Linked DNA regions of Mus musculus: region 1 is linked to region 2. A link is a contact called in public HiChIP or PLAC-seq data. All regions are on one chromosome and are shown on one strand. Each heading gives the region's core, a stretch centred on a gene start, on an enhancer-like site or on the middle of the called end of the contact. The rest is flanking DNA. Distances are from core to core; before and after follow the strand shown. Region 1 holds the start of Ccno (cyclin O). Region 2 overlaps Dhx29 (DEAH (Asp-Glu-Ala-His) box polypeptide 29).

Region 1 (5,218 bases), core at 1,102-3,601, 46 kb after region 2:
ATTGATATCTTGGTCCCCTCCCCCATCACATTTCAGTCCTTTTTTGTTTGTTTGGTTTTGGTTTTTTTTTTTTTTTTTTTTTTGGCCTTTTCTGAGACAGGGTTTCTCTGTGTAGCCCTGGCTGTCCTGGAACTCACTCTGTAGACCAGGCTGGCCTTGAACTCAGAAATCCACCTGCCTCTGTCTCTGTCTCCCGAGTGCTGGGATTAAAGGCGTGCACCATCACGCCCGGCTCACATTTCAGTCCTTTAAGAATGGCACATGGCTCTTTGTTTATCCCACCTGAACACCAGCTCCTTGCAGGTTCCACACAGCAGGCGACACAGCAAGCACTCTGCCAAAGCTGAATAATAGGTCCTTCAAGCTGAGACTCAGGCAGTGTCTGTTGGGATTGACTCTAAGTACAGGCCTTGGGGGAAAAAAGTCTGTTCAGCATGGAGAGCCTTACCACACACAGATGGCCTGATCAGTCTTCAGTTTCCCCCAGCAGAACAACATTCTTGACCCCCCTGGATCAGGTTCAAGAGGACTCTACTATTTTGCATTTAAAAAGGACTTTCTCTTCAAGAGGGTCTCCCAACAACTGGAGTGGGAGCCGTCCCTGACTGTTGTCTGCTTGTGGCTGCCTTGTCTGGCCACAGCGGGAGAGCTTGTGCCCAGGCCTGCAGGGGCTTGGTGTGTCAGGATGGGTTAGTACTCAGAGGGAGAGGGCGGCCCCTTCTCAATGCAGGGAAGGAGGGGGAAGGGGCGATGTGAGGCGGTAACTGAGAGGAGGAGGAGCTGCGATAGGGATGTAAAGTGAATAAATAAAATAAATTAACGGGGGGGGGGGGAGTTTCAAGATTTCTCATCGATGTTACTTGACTCGCAAGGCAAGTAATATCCTTTTACAGACGACGAAATGGAGACCGAATAATGTCTTGCTGAACAAGATCATTAAATAGGTACACTCTGGATCCTACTGATGAGGTGCTTTGTGCTCTTTCCCGCTGGACCAAGAGGCAGAATCAGAGAGTTCCTAGATCCTTCCTCCTCACCCAGAAAACTCTTCTAGGAAGAGGTCTGCTATGTGGCCCCCTTGCTGTGGATTCGGTTGATCTCCCCGTAATGTTACCCATCAACAGCCTGAGAGGAGACAGAAAGCCAGGCACTTGCATGTAGAAAACTCCTCTCAGGTGATTCTCAGCAACCCCGCGTCACACAAGTGCTGCAATTTAAAGCGCCTTCAGAATCACAGAGAATAGAAACGGAGGCGAGAAGCTGAAATCCAGCCCTTTCCCCTCACCTGCTTCTCTGGCAAGTTTCTAGGGGGAGGATTTGCACGTGGACTCCAACAATTTCCAGCTGTCTTTGGAATCAGTGAGGACGGCCGCGTGTGCAGAACTCACAGCGCCTTAACGTCTCTTTTAGATCAGGACCGGAGTTTGGAGTACACGGGTTGAGAATGGAGAAGGTGTCACATTCTACCTTTCTCTCTTGTCCCCGCGCCTCCCCCTCCCCCAACTCTGCATTCCTTTGATTTCCCTCCATCCTACCCTGGGCACAAAGAATAACCTAGAAAGGTAGAGGGTTAAAAGCTAATGACCCAAAGCAGAACACACTGTGAGCAATTCCACAGAAATGCCACCTGTGACATTAAGGCCCTAAACGGCTGCAGCCTTGGCGTGTTTGGCTCGGGATGAAAAGTGCGGGGCAAAGTATCCAGAGGGCAGCGGGCTTGTGCGACGGTCATTTGAAGTAACTTCCTACGTTTTTGGATCACAAATACCTGTCTGACAGGACGGGCTCCCACATACTTAACAGACGTTAGCGACGCGCCAAAGTTCTCCTTCCCTGGGCCAGCGGAATGAAATAAAATAGTCGCAAATCAAGTCCTTTTATGGGTCACTGAAGAAAACCTAGCCTGATCTTGGTCCGGAGCTCAGAGGCGGACCCACCTGGATGAGGGTTGGCATAAAAGATGATCACACCAGGCCAGACAATCTAACCAAGGACCAGGTTCCCCGGAGCAGCCTTTCCCTTTTTCCGGGGGCGGCTGAACCGCTCAGACGGCCCATGGCTCCCCTAGGTGGCCAGTGATCTTTACGCTCTTCCACCGAGCTCAAGCAGCTGGCGCCAGGACCCGGGCTGCGGTTGCCACGGTGACGACAGACGCGCGGAGCCTGCAGCTGAAGGCGGGTGAGAGGCGGGAGTTGCAACGCCTCCTCCCCCTGCAACCAGCGCGGGGGCCACGCGTTGCTCGCACGCGAGGGGTGTGGCTCTGCCTCCGGGAAAGCGCGGCCCGTGGGCGGCTCGGGGCTCAGCCAGTGAGAGGCCGGGGGAGTGGTGGAGGGAAGGCACAGTCCGGGTACTTAGAGCTGCGCCGCCAGCGGGACCGGATCTTCCTCGCAGCTCTCGCGCCGACGCTCCGGGCGTCGTAGACGCTAGGAGCGCTACCCGATTGTAACATGGTTACCCCTTGCCCTGCCAGCCCGGGCAGCCCCGCCGCGGGAGCCGGGAGGCGAGACAGCCACCAGAACCTCCGCGCCCCAGTGAAGAAGAGCAGACGCCCGTGCCTCCGGAGAAAGAAGCCGCTGCGGCCGCTGAACGCGTGTTCGCTCCCGGGAGACTCGGGCGTCTGTGACCTTTTCGAGTCCCCCAGCTCCAGCTCGGACGGCGCCGACAGCCCCGCAGTGTCTGCGGCGCGGGACTGCAGCTCCCTACTCAACCCTGCCCAGCCCTTGACAGCGCTGGATCTCCAGACCTTCCGAGAATACGGCCAGAGCTGCTACGACTTCCGAAAGGCGCAGGAGAATCTTTTCCACCCGCGGGAGTCGCTGGCGCGCCAGCCACAAGTGAGGCGCTGGCAAGAGCCAGACCCGGGGCCGTCGCGCTTCTGTCTCTCCCAGGCTAGCTCGCTCTCTCCATGGCTGCTGGCTGCCCTTCGCACAGCCCTAGTCATTGCAGCCCATTATCTGCCATCAGTAGGAGCAATTGGGACCTTCAAGGATTGGCCCACTGACCTATTTAGATGGAGAAAGGTTGTGGGTGGAGAGGTGGATATCGGAAGTTATAGGGGGTGGGTAGAGGAGTTTTATTATAACGCAGTTCGACAGCTTCTACGTCAGATCCAGAACTCCTAAATTTGCTTGCACTTCTGTTTAAAAAAAAAACAAAAACTTTACCCCCCACCCCCCACCCCTTATAGTCCCTTTGACTTGCTGAGAGGGTTAGACTGGGTAGTGTGCCCTAATGCACTGTGCACAATACCAGGCGCGAGCCCAAACGTTCCCAGGCGTTCCGGAACGCCTGGTTTAAGGCAGGCCCGTACCTCCCCCCCTCCCCCCCACGTGCCTCCTATTTTTCAGTCATTTAGCGTTTTCCCCTTTGCCTCTCTGCCTCTCTGGATTGTTTTGTTCGGGCGCGCGCTTCAGCACACTCCCCCTCTCGCTCCCGGCCAGGTGACTGCCGAATCGCGCTGTAAACTGCTCAGCTGGCTCCTGCAAGTCCACCGCCAGTTCGGCCTCTCTTTCGAGTCGCTGTGTCTGACCGTGAATACTCTGGACCGTTTTCTCCTCACGACCCCTGTTGCTGCAGACTGCTTCCAGCTGCTCGGGGTCACCTGTCTGCTCATCGCTTGCAAGCAGGTACCACCAGGCGAAAGAGTGCGATGTGTTTGCAGCCAGCGCCCCCCTTCCCCAACTCGTGCATGGCTTAGGGCTGGGTTGCTTGGCTTATCTGGGCAGATGCTCGAAGATCTTTCCATGTCATAGCCTTAACTTCTCTTACCACTCACAGCAACAATCCTTTCAGACTACAAAGAGGTTAGGCTGTAGCTGGCCGCCCAACCAAAGCTTTGTGGTACTTGTCTCTGGAAAAGATGCTTTTAAAGTCAATCTCTCTCTCTCTCTCTCTCTCTCTCTCTCTCACACACACACACACACACACACATTTTAAAGTTGGGTTGTAGATAGAGAAGGTGCACTAGCAGCTGTGGGTGGGGGGAGAGGTTTCAGGAGCGGAATTGTGGAAGTGGAAGGAATATAGAGTTCGAGTCCCAGTTTTCTCCCGGGTTTTAGGCTGGATGGATTTGGGTCCCAGGTACCCACCAGTCCGGAACTGGAGCACACTCTGTGTTGCAGGTAGAGGTGCACCCACCTCGCTTGAAACAGCTCCTGGCCCTGTGCGGCGGTGCGTTCTCCCGGCAGCAGCTGTGCAACCTGGAGTGCATCGTGCTGCATAAGCTCCACTTCAGCCTGGGCGCGCCCACCATCAACTTCTTCCTGGAGCACTTCACTCAGTGGCGCATGGAAGCCGGCCAGGCTGAGGTCACCGAAGCTCTAGAGGCTCAAACCCTGGCCCGGGGAGTGGCGGAGCTGAGCCTAACGGATTACGCGTTCACTACCTACACGCCGTCCCTGATGGCTATCTGCTGCCTGGCGCTGGCTGACGGATTGCTGCAGCACCAGCACGAGATGGACCTGCGCCTGGGAGAGCACCCAGAGGCCACACTGCAAGACTGTCTGGGCAAGCTGCAGACGCTAGTGTCCATCAATAGCAGCTCCCTGCCTCGCATTCTGCCTCCCCAGATCTGGGAGAGGTGCAGCCTGCCCCAGAGTTGGCAATAAAAAGCACCCCCTTGAGCTCCTTTTTAAAATTCCCTGGTCCCTGCTCCGTGCCTTAAGGAGAATATGCAGTACAGATCCAAAGAGAAGTTGAGGTCTCCTACCTGTAAATACTGTACAATAACGGATTCTTTATTTATTTTGTAGTACACAAGGGCAGGGGTGACAGTTCTGGCTTGTCTAAATGCTGCTGTTGGCATGCCTGACTGTCTGCTTTTCCCAGGCGAAGTCCATCACGAGGTAGCCAATTCCGGAGGCTCTTCCCTGCTCCCACAGTTTTACTTTGTAGTTAGCTCTGTGAAAACAACCTGGCAAGATTTTATATGCCACTGTTCCAGAAAGCAGACAAGTCAAGGTGGCTTGTCCGTATCTTAACCCCCTCCAGTCAGGAGGCTGAGTTCCCTCCCCCATGCCAGTGGCCCAAGGAGAATGAGACAGGGTTAGAAGTCAGAGTGGTCTGTGCTGTCCGGAAAGGCAGTGGCTGCACTAACTGATGTGGAGCTGGGAAGCTTTGGGGACCGGGCAGCCATACTAGCAGTGGGTGAAGCAAGAGACAGTCCCTGGTGCAACACAGGAAATGCTGGAATGCCTTTTGCGTATTGTTATAGCTGTTG
Region 2 (4,891 bases), core at 293-2,792:
GAATAACTTTATTTTGTACATGTGTCTGGTCTCATGTGTGTGACAATGCATTGCCCATGTGTGCATATGTGGAAGCCAAGTGCCAATGTCTTTCTTTGTGTTTGGGTTTTTGGTGTTTTTTAGCGGAGGTAGTGGTGAGGTTTTGTTGTTTTGTTTTGAGACGGAGTCTCTCTATGTAGCTTTGGCTGTCCTGAAACTGTGTAGACCAGGTAGCCTCAAACTCACAAAGACCTGCCCGCCTGTGTCTCCCAAGTGCTGGGATTAAAGCCAGGTACCACAGTGCCCAGCTGGAACTTATTTTTTGAGACATGATCTCAAAAGTCTAGAGCTGGCCTTTGTTTTATCTAGACTGACTGGCAACAAGCTCCTGTAACCCGCCTGCTCCACGAACCTCTCCCAGGCTCTAGGGTTGCAGAGAAACACTGTTGGCAGCCACTAGTCACGTGGGCACTGGGGATCTGAAGTCAGATCTCTTTAGCCACTGGCTTTCTCCCTAGCACCTCTTTTCTTTTTTCTTTATTATTATTTTTTTTAAGAATAATTGTAAGCTATAAACTGTGCTAGCTCACAGAGAATACAGAAAAGGCAGTAGGCTGGATTTGGCAGTGTAGGTCATAGTTTGCTGATCCTAGATTTATAATGTAAATGCTATTTCCGTTCAAGAAAGAAATGCAAATGGATCTTATGTGTACGTTTTTCTATTGAAAGTGTTTATTTTTTTAGTCTATAATTGCTAATTCTTTTTATTATTATACATTATGAAAGTGACTAAATTTCACTTGGCATCTAACATAGATTCCAAGTAAGAACTATTAAGTAACTGATTATAAAAGATAGAGAAGACATGAAAGCTATATTTGCAAAATACAAAGCATGAAAAGCAAATATACAAAACTAAACATTTTTTTTTTCTTGATAGAAATGGAAACTTTAGAAGACCATCCAATATTCAACCCAGCCATAAAGATTTCACATCAACAAAATGAGAAGAAAAAGCCTGCTCCAGCCACAGAAGCTGAGAGTGCTTTAAACCTGAATTTATTTGAAAAATCTGCAGCTGCTACCGAGGAAGAGAAAGGTAAAGTCAGGGGAGCAGGAGCTGCTTCGCCTCTGCAGACTCCTTCAGCTGGCAGGAGAACTGCGCTTTCCTGGGGCTTTCTCTTAGGTGATAACAATATGATAGCTCGCTCGGAGCCATTTGTCTTTGCAGAGACGTTAGCCAAGCCTGTCTCTCTCTGGTTCATTCTCCACACGTGACAGCTAGATTTTAACTGTCAGCCTGACGCTGCCTAGAATCGTGTGTGTGTGTGTGTGTGTGTGTGTGTGTGTGCGTGGGTTTGCTGGCAGGTTTGTGCACATGGGTGCTGAGGAAGCCAGAGGGTGTTGGGCGCTCTCAATCTGGAGTACAAGCAACTGTGAGCTGCCCCGCGTGGGTTCTGAGAACCAAGCTCGGGTCCTCTGCAAGAGCAGTACATGCCCGCCCTTAACCACAGCGAGCTCTCTTTCTGGTCCCTGACAAAGCAGCCTTGGCTTTATCAGGCTGGTCTTTGGGCATGTCTGTGAGGGGTTCCCTTCGTTGATAACTGATTTAGGAGGCCTGGCCGGCTGTGAGGGCACCGTTCTCTGGCAGGTGGTCCATGGCTGTGTGAGAAAGCTAGCTAAGCATGAGGCCGAGGGGAGCCAGCAAGCAGCACCCCACCCCCCACCCCAGGGTTTCCCTGGAGGTGAGAATATTCCTGCAGTGATGGTCTATGAGCTGGGAACTGTGAGCCAGTTAACCCTTTCTTCCCAAAGTCATCTTTAATCAGAGTGCTTTTTAATGACAGAGTGCAAACTATGGCATTGACTTTCTGAAAAATATGAATGAGAGTTTATTTAAATGCAAGCTCTCTGTTTAAACCTTCTTTCTTTGTTGCTTCTGTGGTTTTTAATCTTGGAGATCAAACCCAGGGTCTCGCACACTGAAGCAAGTGTTCTGCAGGAGCTCTGTGTGTCCCAGCTTCTCCAGTGAAACACCTTCGTGACATCAGTTACAAGCCCAAAGCCGTTCATCGCTTTTGAGAGCTTTTGCATTCGTATTCATTTGTATCTTTCCACTTTGTTTTCCGATGTTCCAGCCACTTGAGTCCTTATGACATCTGTCATTTGACAGTTCCATTCCTTTGCCTAGCTTGCTACCCCTAGTGCCAAGGCGCAACTCAAACAATATTATTTCCTGACTCCCTCAGTCCTCCATGGCCCCGAGATGCAAGGGGTCGCACATTCCTGTGTATTGCTGCACTTACCAGTTGTATTCTTTGCATGCTTTATCAGATTATATGACAGGCCACACCTATATTAAATGGTAGACATTTTAGCATTATTCATTCCTTCAGTAATACTTATTGGATCATTATTGTACATTAAAATGAGTTATGTGAACAAGTAACCCAACTTCTTTTCTCTGTGTAATCTAAGATGGAATGTGAACACAGAGATTTTTAAACAGTGAGTTGTGCTTTCAGAGAATAATGACATTTCACAACAGAGCAGGGCTGGCGATGTGGCTTAGCAGTCACAAGCACACTCTGGCTCCAGGGGATCTGACACCCTCTTATGGGTATCTGTGCTCATATGTGTATATCCACACCTACACAGACACACACATACAGATATAATTTTAATAATAATAATAATAATAGAGAGCTCTAATTTGAGCTGGGGCTACTTTCCTTGTATTTAGTTCTGAGGACAAGCAGATAGCCTGACAGATGGTCAGATGTTAGCCTAGTGGCAAATTGGTGGGGAGAAAAACTCCAAAGAAGAGAGATAATAAGTTACAAGTCTTTGGGTAAAATGAGTTTATCGCATCACTATTACGAAGGTTTTCTGTAATTGAGACATACTGTATCTGAGTTATCTGATATGAACATTGGCGTACTTAAGATGTGACTAGTATGACTGACAACTTGAAATTGTAATTGGTTTCTAACCACAAGGCTGGTAGCTACTGGGCCAAACACACTTTGAACATTTAAGGACTTGCCTGAGGACCAGTGTAATCACAGCATGAAGGGAGGAATGACACGTGATAGTAGGGGTGGACCACAGAAGCCTTTAGGGCCCTTACCAAGAATGAGTACTTAAGCTGGGCAATGGTGACACACACCTTTGATCCCAGCACTTGGAAGGCAAAGGCAGGTGGATTTCTGAGTTCCAGGACAGCCAGGGCTATACAGAGAAACCTTGTCTCGAACCGCATCCCCCCCTCCCCAAAAAAATGAGTACTTAATTTTAGATATACCATGGAGCCATTGAAGGGGGTATTGATGGCTGTGTTAAGCAGAGAAATGGCATCTGACATATTTTTTCCAGTAACTACGTGGAGGGCATCCTACCAAATATTGTCATTCGGTAAATATGGCCATGCATAAGGTCCTCATGGCCAGCCAGCTGTGGGAAGAAGGCAAGGAGGATCAGGAGTTCAAAAGCATCCTTGGCTGCAGATCAAGGTTCGGGTCAACCCGGGCCATGTGAGACACTGTCTGAAAACTAACAGCAACAACAACAAAAGCCGGGGGATGTTCTGTGGGCCACGAAGAGGATGCCCCACCTAGAGAAGAGCGAACCTTTGGTCCTTCTTCACCCGGTCCCTTCAGAAATGCTGTTCTTAAAAGGGCGAGCACGCTGATCACTCGCTCCACAGAGAGTTCATATTGCTCTTACCATTTTTACAGAACAAGTCTTTGCCTCCATTTAAGGTAAAAAGAAAGAACCTCACGATGTAAGGAACTTTGACTACACTGCTCGAAGCTGGACTGGCAAATCTCCCAAACAATTCCTCATCGACTGGGTCAGGAAGAATCTTCCCAAGAGTCCAAACCCCTCCTTTGAGAAAGTTGCCGTAGGCAGATACTGGAAATGTAGGTGGGTTTTTCTGCTTAACTGGATGAACTTTTAGAAAACGGTGAACTGAAAGCCTTTGGTTTCCTGTAAATTGTGAAAACGTTTAGAGATGTCAGGCTTGCTGGTTCATGCTTGTAATCCTAGCACCTAGGGGGCTGAGGCGGGGTTCCAGGCCAGTGAGTTCAAAGCTAGCCTGACCTGTAGAGGGAGACCTTATCTCAGAAGCAAAACATGGATCAAGTAGGCATTCGAGAAACTCTAAAAGTCCTCATTTCCAGTTCCCTTTGCTGGTAATCGTTGTCTAATGCACTGCCTCCCGTGGAATACTTAGCAACTGTTGTAAGTTTACGTTTAGTGAGCTGCTGACTTTTTTTGATCTGACCTCATCAAGTTGTTTTAAAAAGGTTTTATTGTTCTTTTCCTGCTTTTAGGGTAAGGGTCGTCAGGTCTGAAGATGACGTGCTGGTTGTGTGTCCTACAATCTTAACCGAGGACGGCATGCAAGCCCAGCACCTGGGAGCCACATTAGCCCTTTATCGGCTAGTGAAGGGGCAGGTGAGCCGCTCAAGGCCTTGACGCTTCCAAAGACGCCCGTGCAAGTGGAGCATCCCTGATGCAGAGCTCTGCAGTCCTAAGGCTCTAGAACCCATGGCCTTCTCTGCAGACGGGATGCCATGTAGAAAATTCTGCACGGAGAAATGTGCTTCTGCGAATGGGATTACTGAAAGCGTTGCATAAGGTTACTTTCAGGCTTTCTGTGGAAGGCATGTATAAAGCAAACAGAGTTTGTGTCTAGACAGAGTCTGCCCAGTGTACTCCACTGTGTGCGTGTGCCAGAGCCTCTAAGTCTAAACTCTGAGGATCTGGGGTAACAGATGGTCATTCTGCAACAACGATCGTCCCAGAAAACTCGGTCTTTCAGCCTCGAATGTGGACAGGTGGCTCCAGTTCCAATTTTAGGTTCTGTTAACTATGTGCTTAGGGCTTAAAGACTAGAGTCCTACTG

The links. HiChIP or PLAC-seq counts read pairs in DNA pulled down with a chosen protein or histone mark.
Region 1: a contact with region 2 is called in an H3K4me3 HiChIP or PLAC-seq map of the SCID.adh cell line, with 18 read pairs. The contact joins the promoter of Ccno here to the enhancer-like site in region 2. A contact is called at or near these places in 25 of 39 promoter capture datasets (the 3T3-L1 cell line, 3T3-L1-derived adipocytes, the HPC-7 cell line and 16 more), 2 of 15 datasets of contacts at CTCF or cohesin (CD8 T cells and stem cell-derived epiblast-like cells), 25 of 484 Hi-C or Micro-C datasets (CD4 T cells, CD8 T cells, ECoMG-derived neutrophils and 18 more), 13 of 115 datasets of contacts at active chromatin or transcription factors (CD8 T cells, the SCID.adh cell line, craniofacial prominence and 5 more) and 4 of 9 other capture datasets (adipose tissue, embryonic stem cells, liver and 1 more).

What each region holds. Positions count from the first base shown.
Region 1 is chr13:112,985,451-112,990,668 of GRCm38.p6, forward strand. It overlaps Ccno (cyclin O), which reads left to right and starts at 2,352. Exons shown (of 3, transcript NM_001081062.1): 1 at 2,352-2,834; 2 at 3,441-3,626; 3 at 4,122-5,218. The coding sequence starts at 2,448. The coding sequence ends at 4,607.
Region 2 is chr13:112,940,754-112,945,644 of GRCm38.p6, forward strand. It overlaps Dhx29 (DEAH (Asp-Glu-Ala-His) box polypeptide 29), which reads left to right. Exons shown (of 27, transcript NM_172594.3): 8 at 920-1,078; 9 at 3,741-3,906; 10 at 4,317-4,440. Among named protein-coding and RNA genes, the nearest start is that of Dhx29, 16 kb to the left of the region's middle. Within about 2 kb of position 1,543, at least 22 of the 459 cell types and tissues checked have an H3K27ac peak or open chromatin away from gene starts, as enhancers often do. A contact at or near this core is called in the SCID.adh cell line, cerebral cortex, differentiating embryonic stem cells and 3 more, where this site is marked.